Linked DNA regions of Mus musculus: regions 1 and 3 are each linked to region 2. A link is a contact called in public ChIA-PET and promoter capture Hi-C data. All regions are on one chromosome and are shown on one strand. The core of a region is the stretch at or near the end of the contact, and the rest is flanking DNA. Distances in the headings are between cores, read along the strand shown.

What was found. Promoter capture Hi-C pulls out the DNA fragments that hold promoters and counts their contacts. ChIA-PET counts read pairs in DNA pulled down with a chosen protein or histone mark.
Region 1: a contact with region 2 is called in a promoter capture Hi-C map of pre-B cells, with 4 times the contacts expected there. The contact joins the promoter of Lig3 here to the promoter of AI662270 in region 2. A contact is called at or near these places in 3 of 39 promoter capture datasets (the C10 cell line, the HPC-7 cell line and pre-B cells), 2 of 484 Hi-C or Micro-C datasets (B cells and hematopoietic stem and progenitor cells), 5 of 115 datasets of contacts at active chromatin or transcription factors (bone marrow-derived macrophages, epiblast stem cells, large pre-B cells and 2 more) and 1 of 9 other capture datasets (macrophages).
Region 3: an RNA polymerase II ChIA-PET map of memory CD8 T cells shows a contact between it and region 2, with 12 read pairs. The contact joins the promoter of Ccl5 here to the promoter of AI662270 in region 2. A contact is called at or near these places in 1 of 39 promoter capture datasets (hippocampal neurons) and 1 of 115 datasets of contacts at active chromatin or transcription factors (memory CD8 T cells).

What each region holds. Positions count from the first base shown.
Region 1 is chr11:82,779,279-82,782,519 of GRCm38.p6, forward strand. Lig3 (ligase III, DNA, ATP-dependent) reads left to right here and starts at 1,831. Exons shown (of 20, transcript NM_010716.3): 1 at 1,831-1,998. It overlaps Gm11423 (predicted gene 11423), which reads right to left and starts at 1,764. Exons shown (of 3, transcript NR_126067.1): 1 at 1,578-1,764; 2 at 857-1,020; 3 at 323-657.
Region 2 is chr11:83,222,241-83,225,745 of GRCm38.p6, forward strand. It overlaps AI662270 (expressed sequence AI662270), which reads left to right and starts at 1,336. Exons shown (of 4, transcript NR_015519.1): 1 at 1,336-1,411; 2 at 1,970-2,070; 3 at 2,212-2,391; 4 at 3,294-3,505.
Region 3 is chr11:83,528,534-83,532,033 of GRCm38.p6, forward strand. It overlaps Ccl5 (chemokine (C-C motif) ligand 5), which reads right to left and starts at 1,985. Exons shown (of 3, transcript NM_013653.3): 1 at 1,853-1,985; 2 at 623-734. The coding sequence starts at 1,928. The region is part of intron 2 of Gm32650 (a long non-coding RNA gene); the gene reads left to right.

The DNA.
Region 1 (3,241 bases), core at 581-3,080, 440 kb before region 2:
TACACAGTGAGATTGTCCTTCCCTAAAATAAAAAGAAAAAAAGAAAAGAAATATCACTGCATCTAGATTCACGCTAAATGAAAGTTCAGTGCTCTTACCGTCAAAAAAAGAAAAAGAAAGAAAAGGAAAGGAAAGGAAAGGAAAGGAAAGGAAAGGAAAGATATGCAATTGGCAGCTTTGGTACCTAGCGCTGTTTCACAGCAGGGGCACCTAAGTCAGAGATGATTATGAATACCATGTAGTTCTCATCAAGCAAAGCAAATACTTAGGGCCTGAGTCTTTTTGTACACTTCCGTCATTAACAAAGACATAATGAACTTCCTTTTAAGGGGTTCAACACTCTTTTATTAACCATTCATTTCATTAGCTCTCGAATTTCATTCATTTAGAAGTAGATGCAGGCAACATGGCAGCGTCAGATGCCTTTCATCCCAGCACATGGGAGGCACAGGTAGGTGGATTTCTGAGTTTGAGGCCAGCCTGGTCTACAAAGTTTGAGTTCCGGGACAGCCAGGGCTACACAGAGAAACCCGGTCTAAGAAGAGAAAGCCTTTGCAGATACCCACTGCTCCTCACCACAGGCTTTCTGTCTGTGGAGTGCTGAGCTGGAGCCATAACAATGGGAGTTAAGCACGCAGCCCCATCGTTTCTGATGCCCTAGTTCAAAGACAGTAAAACCAAACAGGTGAGTGACAGTAAATATTCTTTAACCGAACACATAAAAAATTGGCCAGCAAATAACTGGAATATATGCACTATTACTATTAATGAGGTATTTTACTCTCTTTGGGGAAGTGTTGGGTACTTGTCAGTGTACAGTGTTCATTTACAGCATCTCTCACTTCAGACTGCTTACATTTCCAGGGCTCAGCAACCGAATATATTGCTTGTGATGAAAGGGTTGGTCAGCACAGGGAAAGTCCATTGGGTTAAGATCAACTCCAGTCAAAATGTTCACGCTTCCTCAACTGGAGCCCTTGAGCCTAAGGCCTTCCGAACTCCAAACCCAGGTTTATCCTGCTGCAAGTTAAGAGAAAACAAAGAGCCTTCACCTCATTTCAAACACCAGGATCTAGCTGGCCTCAGTACAGCAGACACTCAACCTTGAACTCCAGAGAGCCTCCCTCGGCTCATTCTCCAGTTCTGTTAAAGACCTCGTCTATCAGCCCTTCATTTCTATGAACAAATAACTGAGCACCTCACACAGATTCAAGCATACACCTTCCTCTCCATCTCAAGGCCACTTTGATATGGACAACAGCCTTTTAGTGAGTCGGCTTGTCTTAGTCTCTCCCCTGACCAGCTTCAACTATAGTGACCCCTCACAGCGTTCTTTCCCTATGGAAAAAAAGCTAAACTCTTCCTCAGAAATAGAACTTAGTTCCACGATCTGCACTTTATTTACCTAACAAAGCCCAACTGTTTGCCCTTCCCAGACTGAACAAGGCCTGAATACTTTTATTTTTTGAAAAATTAGCCATCTTGAACTCACAGAGCCTATTTGAGGTTTAGAAGCACTAGTTCGCTAAATGACATAAACGGGGCCACAGTCCCTGTTCTTCACATTTTCTAATTACCTTTTTAATTAAAGTAGTGCCTTTTAATTCAGCAAAACTCCTGCGGTGCGGAAGACACAGGTGGAACGACTCGAGCTTCCCATCCCTAGGATCACTGCAATGATTTTTCAACACTACCTTCAATATCTAACAATCTGAGAAACTCTAGGAAGTTCAGGGACGCTGCGCCCCAAGCCGCCACTCCAACCCAACACTCAGTTCAAGATTTCCGGGTAGGAATAGAACAGCGACCCACGTGGCGACCGGAGGGGGCGGGGTCCGAGGGCGCAAGTCGGTTACTGCGCCTGCGCCCTGCCTCCGGCTGGAGTACCCGTATTTAAAGAGACAGGCGGTCTATTCATCGTGCGGGACCCGTGGCCTTGTGGGCGCCTGGTCCGGTGGCTCGTGCGGAGCGTCAGAGCCAGGGCAGCCGAGAAGGCAGGTGAGGGGCGGCGCGGCGCGGAGCGGCGGGCCGCGGTGCGCCGTGTGGGGAGGGCCGGGGCCGAACGCGGCGTGGCTGGAGTGGCCGTGGCTCCTCCCCCGCCCGCCGCTCAGCCTGGGGGCACACCCTCCGTGACGTGGCGCCCCCACGGGAGCCCACGGGAGGCCCGCGGCCCCCGGGACCCTGGGCAGCCACCGGGAAGGGCAGGATGCCAGAGTGGGCATTCTCAGGGGGTCGGGGCCGGGCCGCCGCCGGTCCCTCTCCGCCGCCTTGTTGCGCGGCCGCGGCTCGCCCGCACAGCCTGTGGGCAGAACGGCGTGCTGCTTGCTCTTCGGGCTCCCGGCCTCCTCGCGCCGGTCTCCCCGGGTAGTTATTTGTCGTATCCCGGGATGGGCGATACGACACCCTACCCACCCTACTCTGCGGAAAGTTGAACTCCTACTCGCCCTGAGCTCCTCCTCAGCCCTTGCCGGCCTTCACTCGCCTCTCAGATTCTTAACGGTTAGGGCTTGTGTGACCCCCTGAGTCTGCCAGTTACGGACCTCCCCTCCCCCAAGTCGAACATTGTCAAATACACAAGTTTGGTATACAAACTTCAGAACTCCACGTCCGGCTTGCCCTCGTACTCCTTGTAGTTTTCCTAACCACCCCATGAAGTAGTTCTAATCTTTGGGGGGTTTGTTTTCTTGCTTGTTTTCCTTTTGAGACGGTCTTGACGACGTACCCTGGCTAGACAGAAATTTACTAAGTAAACCAGACTTTCTAGCTTCGAACGCACAGCAATCCTTCTGTCTTTGCCTTCTGATATGATTACAGACGAGAACCACCATAACTAGCTCTTAGTCCTGTTGTAATTGTTGTTGTTTTTTTGTTGTTTTTTAAGATAAAACTGGGGCCGGGTGTGGTAGCACACGCCTTTAATCCCTGCACTCAGAACACTAGCTTGCTCTTCCTAGTGACTTCCAGGACAGCCAGAGCTACATAGAAAAATCTATCTAAAAACAAACAAACAAAAAAACCGAAAAATAAATAATAGAAAATAAACTGAAGTCATGCTTGGTGGTTCATACCTATAATTCTAGGGCTGGAGGTGGGAGGATCGGATCGGCCAACTAAGGTGTCTGGCTAGGGTCCACCTTGTTGGAGAAAACCAAGTCGCCTGATATCTGCCCCCACCTCCCCACCCCGCTGTAGATGGGTAGGCTTGGTCTCCAACCCTTTCTTTAGTAGTACACCTGCTGTG
Region 2 (3,505 bases), core at 86-2,585:
AGTGCCTGGCTTCCATGTGGGACCCCAGGTTTTACAAAGCTCTCCATTGAGCCCGGGGATTTACTTGTGAATCCTTCATCCAACCCCATCCCCTTATGCATACTCAGTGTTCTGAGATGTGAAGTTTTTATCAATGCAGTTTTCCTGCTCCCAAGAAGCAGCTGAAGGTGGAGCTAGGCACCACCTGGAGCCCTGGGTGCAGCTGTGCCTTACAGCCCTGAGTCAGAACATACAAACATAGGATAGATACATAAGAGAGGACAATGACATGTAACGATTGGACTTCTTTCCTTCAGAGGTCCATCAGTCCCTCTTGTGTCATCTAGTTTCATAGCCTTCCAAGTCTTAACACACAAAGATGGATCAGATATTGACTTAAGAGACCAAAATATACATGACATCAAAGACAACTGTAACAAATGACTAGTGTCTCATAGAGGTTCCATCAGTCTGACAAGGAGAATGTAATGGACAGGAGTCTGTTTCAGAGGCATCCTTGCATAATCCCTGGAGTACCAGGCATCCTGGGGAATTCTCACTTTAGCTGTGCAACTAGACATTGGAACACTGATGACTGTGCCAGGTCCTTGGCCACTCTGATTTCTGCCTCCCAGCATCGCCTGAGTGCATCTGCAGGGTTTATGTTTATACTGGGTTTTGCTGGGAAAAAAAAAAATGAACGCAACCACTTCAGGCCAAATTTAAAGCAAACATTTATGAAATATTAAATACGGACCAAGACTACTGAGAGGAGCTTACAGGCTTGCTGTATGGAATCTTCTCAGGAGAGAGAAGACAAAAGGTCATGACTCTTGATTTCATCCACTGGCCAGCACTGAGTAAAACCAGGACTAACGATCTGGCACCAAAGGTAAAAGCAAAATCCTTGTAGTTGAGTTAGGGGTGCATTATGTGAAGGTGGCTCTCTATATACTCAATGTTGAGGGATAAACCATCAGCAAACTAAGCACTAGCCAGACAGCTGAGTGCGAGCCGGATCTTGGTATTATTTCTTTTTTTGTTGTTGTCGGGGTTTTTTTGTTTTTGTTTTTTTGTTTTGTTATGTTTTTTTGTTTTTTTCGAGACAGGGTTTCTCTGTGTAGCCCTGGCTGTCACTGGCACTCACTTTGTAGACCAGGCTGGCCTCGAACTCAGAAATCTGCCTGCCTCTTAGTATTATTTCTGTGGCCTATCAGAGGTCCTATATTTTGTAAATATTAGACCTTCTTTACTTGCTTATTGGCTGTAATAAAGAGCTGACAGCCAATAGCTGGGCAGAGAGTGGAGGGCAGAACTTCCTGGGGAGGGACTCTGGAAAAAGAAAGCAAAGGCGCCAAAGTCGCCTGGGGCCTCGGAGATGAAAGATGGACCTGAACAGGAGCAGAGACGCAGAGCTGGCCACACATGGAAGGTAATGCCAGGACAAATCGGGATGAACTAGAAAGTTGGTTGGAAATCTGCCCAGCTATAGGCTTAAGCTTTAAAATACCCGATAGCCTCTGTGTCATCATTTGTACTGCTTCTGGGTCAGAAAGTCCTGCTATATAACTGAAATCACACGGGGGGCCTCTTTAGAAGAAACTGACCAGTGCGGAAGGAACAATATCCTCAGATCATGGAGAGCAAGAGAAGGAAACACAGAAAATAACCATGAGGCCTGAGAAATGTTTTGAATGTATGTGAGATTTATCACATCCTTCCTGCAACCGCTCCTGTCACCCTCCCTGAAGGCTGTCAAGAAAGGACAAGGAGACCAGCATGTGGTTTTAGTTTCTGCCACAAGGCTCACATGAGTCCCTCTGTATCGCCTGGCTGGCCCTTCCTTCCTCCGCATCCAGGCTAACTTTAAAATCCAACCTGAAGGTTTTAAAAATCCAATTATAAGTTAGCCTATATATTAGATGGGGGGGGGGGGGAGGAAACTTCATATTAAAAGCCCTGTATAAAATGCACTCTTTACTGCATTGAGTTTGGTCAAGAGTTTTCGTGGCTGCCTGTTAGTTTGTGTTACCAAAACGAAACATTGAAACATCGGCATGGAAGTTTCTTCTAGGAGCCTGCCCCCAGTTGGTAAGTGAGGAAACATGCATGCCCCTGCCTGAATTAAGGGGGAGGGTTGGGTACAAAAGCAGGAAGTACGTAAAGATATGTGTTTGCTTCTAATTGGACCTGATGGGAAAGCCAAATGGCTTTATGGGTATACGCCTTTAGATGACTCTGCAAACTACCTCTGCCGCCATTTTCTGGGGACCCGGAGTGGTTCTGGGCAAAATCCTTCATCTTGGCTGAATGAAAAAGAGAAAGAAAGAAAGAAAACATGACTGGTCCTGGTTTTCGGCGCCATGTGTATGAGAAAAAGAAATAAAAAGAAAGGAAGAGGACTGGTCCCAGGTATAGTGGAAGAGAAAGTTTGTGGATTGAAAGGGAGGCAGAGCCACGGGGCAGAATCTTCTTGGAGCGTCCAGAATGAACATGTCCCTAGCTTTTTTAGGAGATGGAGGAGAGGGAGGGAGGAAAGAGAGGTACCAGGTGCAGCAGCCCGGGTTGGCATTTTGTCTAGGCTCTGCCCACAGTTTCTGGCAACAGCCAGGTATACCTGACTCACTATAAAAGGGACTGCTTGCCCCCTCCTCACTTTTGCTCTCTGCTCTTCTCCTCTTGCCCTTGCTCCCTTACTCACTTCCTCCCTCTCCTCATTCCCCTCCCTACTCTCCACGTGCTCATGGCCAGCCACTACTATCTCTGCCTTTCTCTGTCTCTACTCCCTCAACTCACATCCCTATGCCCTACATTCTATTCTATATTATACCATCCCGTGGCTGGTACCTCAGGGGGAAGGGATGCCTCAGCATGAGCCAGCAAAGGGACCCTTTCCCCAACACCTTACTATGCCTCCACCAAACATATCCCTGCCTTCTTCTCTTTCTTTTTATAAAATACAACAGCCAGGAAGCCCAAAGGAGAGAGAGATGGGTCTGGTAACCAAAATGGTTGAATTGGAAGTGCAGTTGGGGAAAGGTGGCCCAACACTGAGCTGGAGAGTTCAGGGTAGGAGCAGAACATGCCTTCCAGGAACGCCCTGGAACTGGCAGGGACTGAGGGATGCATGGAGAAACTAGCAGCTCATGTCTGGTTTGATATGATAACTAGGCACTTTATCCATTTGCTTGCTTCAATTTTGACTCAAAACTTGTGGAACTGACTCTTGTGATTCTCGGGTTGAACAGGGAGGATAATAGAACCTCTGTGATAGATGAATGAAAATATATACCCAAATGTTTGGTTCCATGCAGGAGGAAAACCAAATAGCCTTAGAACTCATGGAATTTGTCCCACCGGTTAGCACAACCACATCAAGAGGCAGAACCCCGACTGTCCTGAGGACTTCTTGCTGTTGTGGAGTTTTGCTCTGCTCACCGTCTTCAAGATCACCACATCCCTCTTGGTCCGTGAGTTGCATGAAAACTCCAAAAAGGCTGCCAGCCCCTCACTGGACAGTATCATT
Region 3 (3,500 bases), core at 735-3,234, 310 kb after region 2:
AATTTAGAGACAGTACACATAGACACAACATGCCAGCAAGCACCCTATTATATTCCCCAAATCTATCAATATGCATATTTAAAGCTGAGTCTCATTATAACTTCTTAAATGGATAGGGTTTTAGATTTTATTTACTTGATTGAAATTAGGGAACTGACCTTGATCCATCCTCCCTAGTTCCTCAGAGGATTAGGCAAAGGTTGGTGTCCTAGGAACTGTGTCTATCTCTATAGGCAGGAGCCTCTAAGGCTACGGTTCTCAACCTTCCTAATGCTGCGGCCCTTCTCATGTTGTGGTGACCCCCAACCATAAAACTATTTTTGTTACTGTTTCATAATTGTAATGTTGTTACTGTTATGAATTGTAATGTCAATATTTTTGGAGATAGAGATTTGCCAAAGGGGACCCGACCCACAGATTGAGAACTGCTGCTCTAGGGCTCCCTGTGTCTAGTCCTTTAATGTTACAGTTGGAGACTCTGAGCTGGAGACGAGGAGCCATAGCTATTAGAGGAGCCCAGAGAGTGAGTGGGAGTGAGAGGGGGCACCCCTGAGAAGGATCACGGCGGGGTTGTGGGATGGCTTCTATACCCCACAGAGGAACCCATGGGGCTGAGACTCACACGACTGCAAGATTGGAGCACTTGCTGCTGGTGTAGAAATACTCCTTGACGTGGGCACGAGGCAGCGCGAGGGAGAGGTAGGCAAAGCAGCAGGGAGTGGTGTCCGAGCCATCTGGGAGAAGGAAGAAAGGAAACCCTTTTATTCATTGCCAGCTATGCTGGGCTCTTTACACGATTTATCTTAAAAGCAGTGACTGTCGTTGTCGACCTTGGCAGAAATGGCTCAGAGGACACATTTGCCATGGTGGAGAGTTCAACAGAAGCCTGTTTTGTCTGGTCCGTGAGCCAAGCCTGTGCCTTGTGCTCTGTACCGTAAGCCCCTGCTGGGATCCCTCTCCTCGCTCTGTGCCTTCTGCCCTTAGCAGGGCTTTCAGAGCTCCCCTGGTGGATTCAAAGCTTGGTGTCTTCGAGGTGTAGCATGAGTTCTGGGGGAGTGCCCAAGCCGAAGCTCCATAACTTAGTGACGATCCTAAGAGGGGCCTGAAAGTGCACATAGCATCCTGGGACCTGGCTGGCCTGTAGCGAGGGGCTCTGACCAGAGAAGCTCTTGGTGGTCACTTAATTCATCCCACAGCAGAGCTGTGGTGCTTAGCTTCCCAGTCAGATAGGGCTTTTGGAATACCAGTTTCCACAATTGTAGCAGTGTGCACCCTTAGACAAGAATCTCAGTGTTCTTAGGCCTCTGTTTCCCACTGCAACACAAGAGCAACTACTGAAAGACTATTTGTATTAAACAGGATGGCACATTAAACTCATTTGCACAGTGCCTGACCCACGGTAGGTACTTAGTTCACTATCTATCTATCTATCTATCTATCTATCTATCTATCTATCTATCTATCTACCTATTTATTTTGCAAGCCCCATTTCTTTTCTCACTATGAAATGAAAGACCATCCTACCTAAAACAGTATCACACATTTCTTAGAAACCACACTGGTGACAGATATGAGCAAGTCATTTTTCAAAGGTCAGCCCGGCACCAGTTCACAATAAGGAGTGCCTGCAGAATTCATAATATCATCTTTGAAGACACAGAAAAGTTCCTCAGAGGATCCTGCCATTAGTATACAAGACATCTAACAGTGATGACAGGGTAGCCGTGTCAAGGATGCGTAAGAATGTACAGCAGCATACACAGTAGGATTGGAAAGAAGGGGAGGTCTGGGTATCAAGATGGGTTGGCATCGAGGCAGAGTGGGGCTGTGATGGTCAGAACCCTCGACTTACATGGTGAGGCAGGTGCGGGGGTGCAGAGGGCGGCTGCAGTGAGGATGATGGTGAGGGCAGCTGCAGAGATCTTCATGGTACCCGCGGCAGAGGCTGTGGGAGATGCATGTGCTGTCTCAGAGTCCTCTGCAAGGGGTGCTCTGCAGCTCAGGCAGACCTTTTATAGGGAGCCAGGGTAGCAGAGGAAGTGCCCCCCCCCAGCCCCAGGACTTGGGGAGTTTCCACAAAAGACACCAAACACTTGTTGCTGTCATAAAATGAAAACACAAAATGGAAAAGAAAACTGAAATCACCCTTGGAAGTATGACTCTGCCTCTAACTGCCCTCCAGTCCAGGATGACTCCCTCTCTGGCCAAATACAGTAGGGGAAAATTTCTTCCTCCCCCTCCCCCTCCCCCTCAGATCTGCCGTCCCACTCAGGGCCTCTCCAGGTAGCAGGGAGCTGTTGTCTTAAGGCAAGTAGGGGTCAGTTAAGGTCAAGCCATTGGTCTTCACTTGGCAAATTCCCAAGTTGTAGCCCAGACTTGATTTTGGTCTTTCTGTTTTCTCCATGGAAGAGTATTTGTCATGAGCATACCATATCAGAAACAGACCACACTTGTGTCATTGATAACAATAAGTTAACAAGGTATAGGAGATTTGTTGTAAGGAATTTGCCAGGTAATCCTGATTCCCAGATAACTAGGTAGATATAGGCATACTTACACTTAGTGTGTGACATGTGATCTGAGAGTTAACATTAGTAACTAAGATGGGAACAAAAGAGTTGTGTCCTCTATGTCCATCTATTATCTATCTGTAATATCTATTTATTGTCTGTCTGTCTGTCTGTTTGTCTAGGAGTCAAGGGATCTGATAGGGCTACAAAGAATCTCTGTGGAAATAAAGATTTAAAAAAAGTGTGTGTGTGTGTGTGTGTGTGTGTGTGTGTGTGTGTGCATGTGTGTGTGCATGTGTGTGTGTACATGTGTGTGTACATATGTGTGTGCATGTGTGTGCATGTGTGTACATGTGTGTGTGCATGTGTGTGCATGTGTATGTGCGCATGTGTGTGAATGGTGGGCACAGGAGGATGCCTAACATTCAATCAGTGTGTGAATGGTGGGCACAGGAGGATGCTTAGCATTCAATCAGTCTCCGCCTTATTCTTTGTTGAGGTGCCTAGTCCAGAGTCAAGCTTCAGGGCCACAGGTCAGAGCTGAACGTCACAGTCTAGTCCCAGCATAGGAGCAAAATGTAAAGAACATGGATGCAGTGGAGGGGAATGGGAGGCTGGGTCAAGATAGACAATGGGAAAGCAAACGGATGGCAGGTCCAAGTGGATGGGCCAGCGGGTGGTAGTTCCAGAAGGCGTGCCACAGTGGGAATGGATCTAAGCTCCAACTCCTGGGACAGTCTGCAATTCTCTGGCTGTCAGTCCTGTGACACACACACCATGTGGCCAGATGACAGGCTGGTGGAGGCTGTTACCATCATGATGTTAGCTCTTCTCTTTATGGGGTCCAGGTGAGAGTGCTGATGCATTCAGTAAGTTCTTGGACCTATTTGTTTTTAGATGATTTAAACATACTGATGTGCTCATATGGTCCCAAGTCTGTCCTGTTTGTTTTTCATTTTTTTTAAATACATTTTTGGGATGTCATCCTTT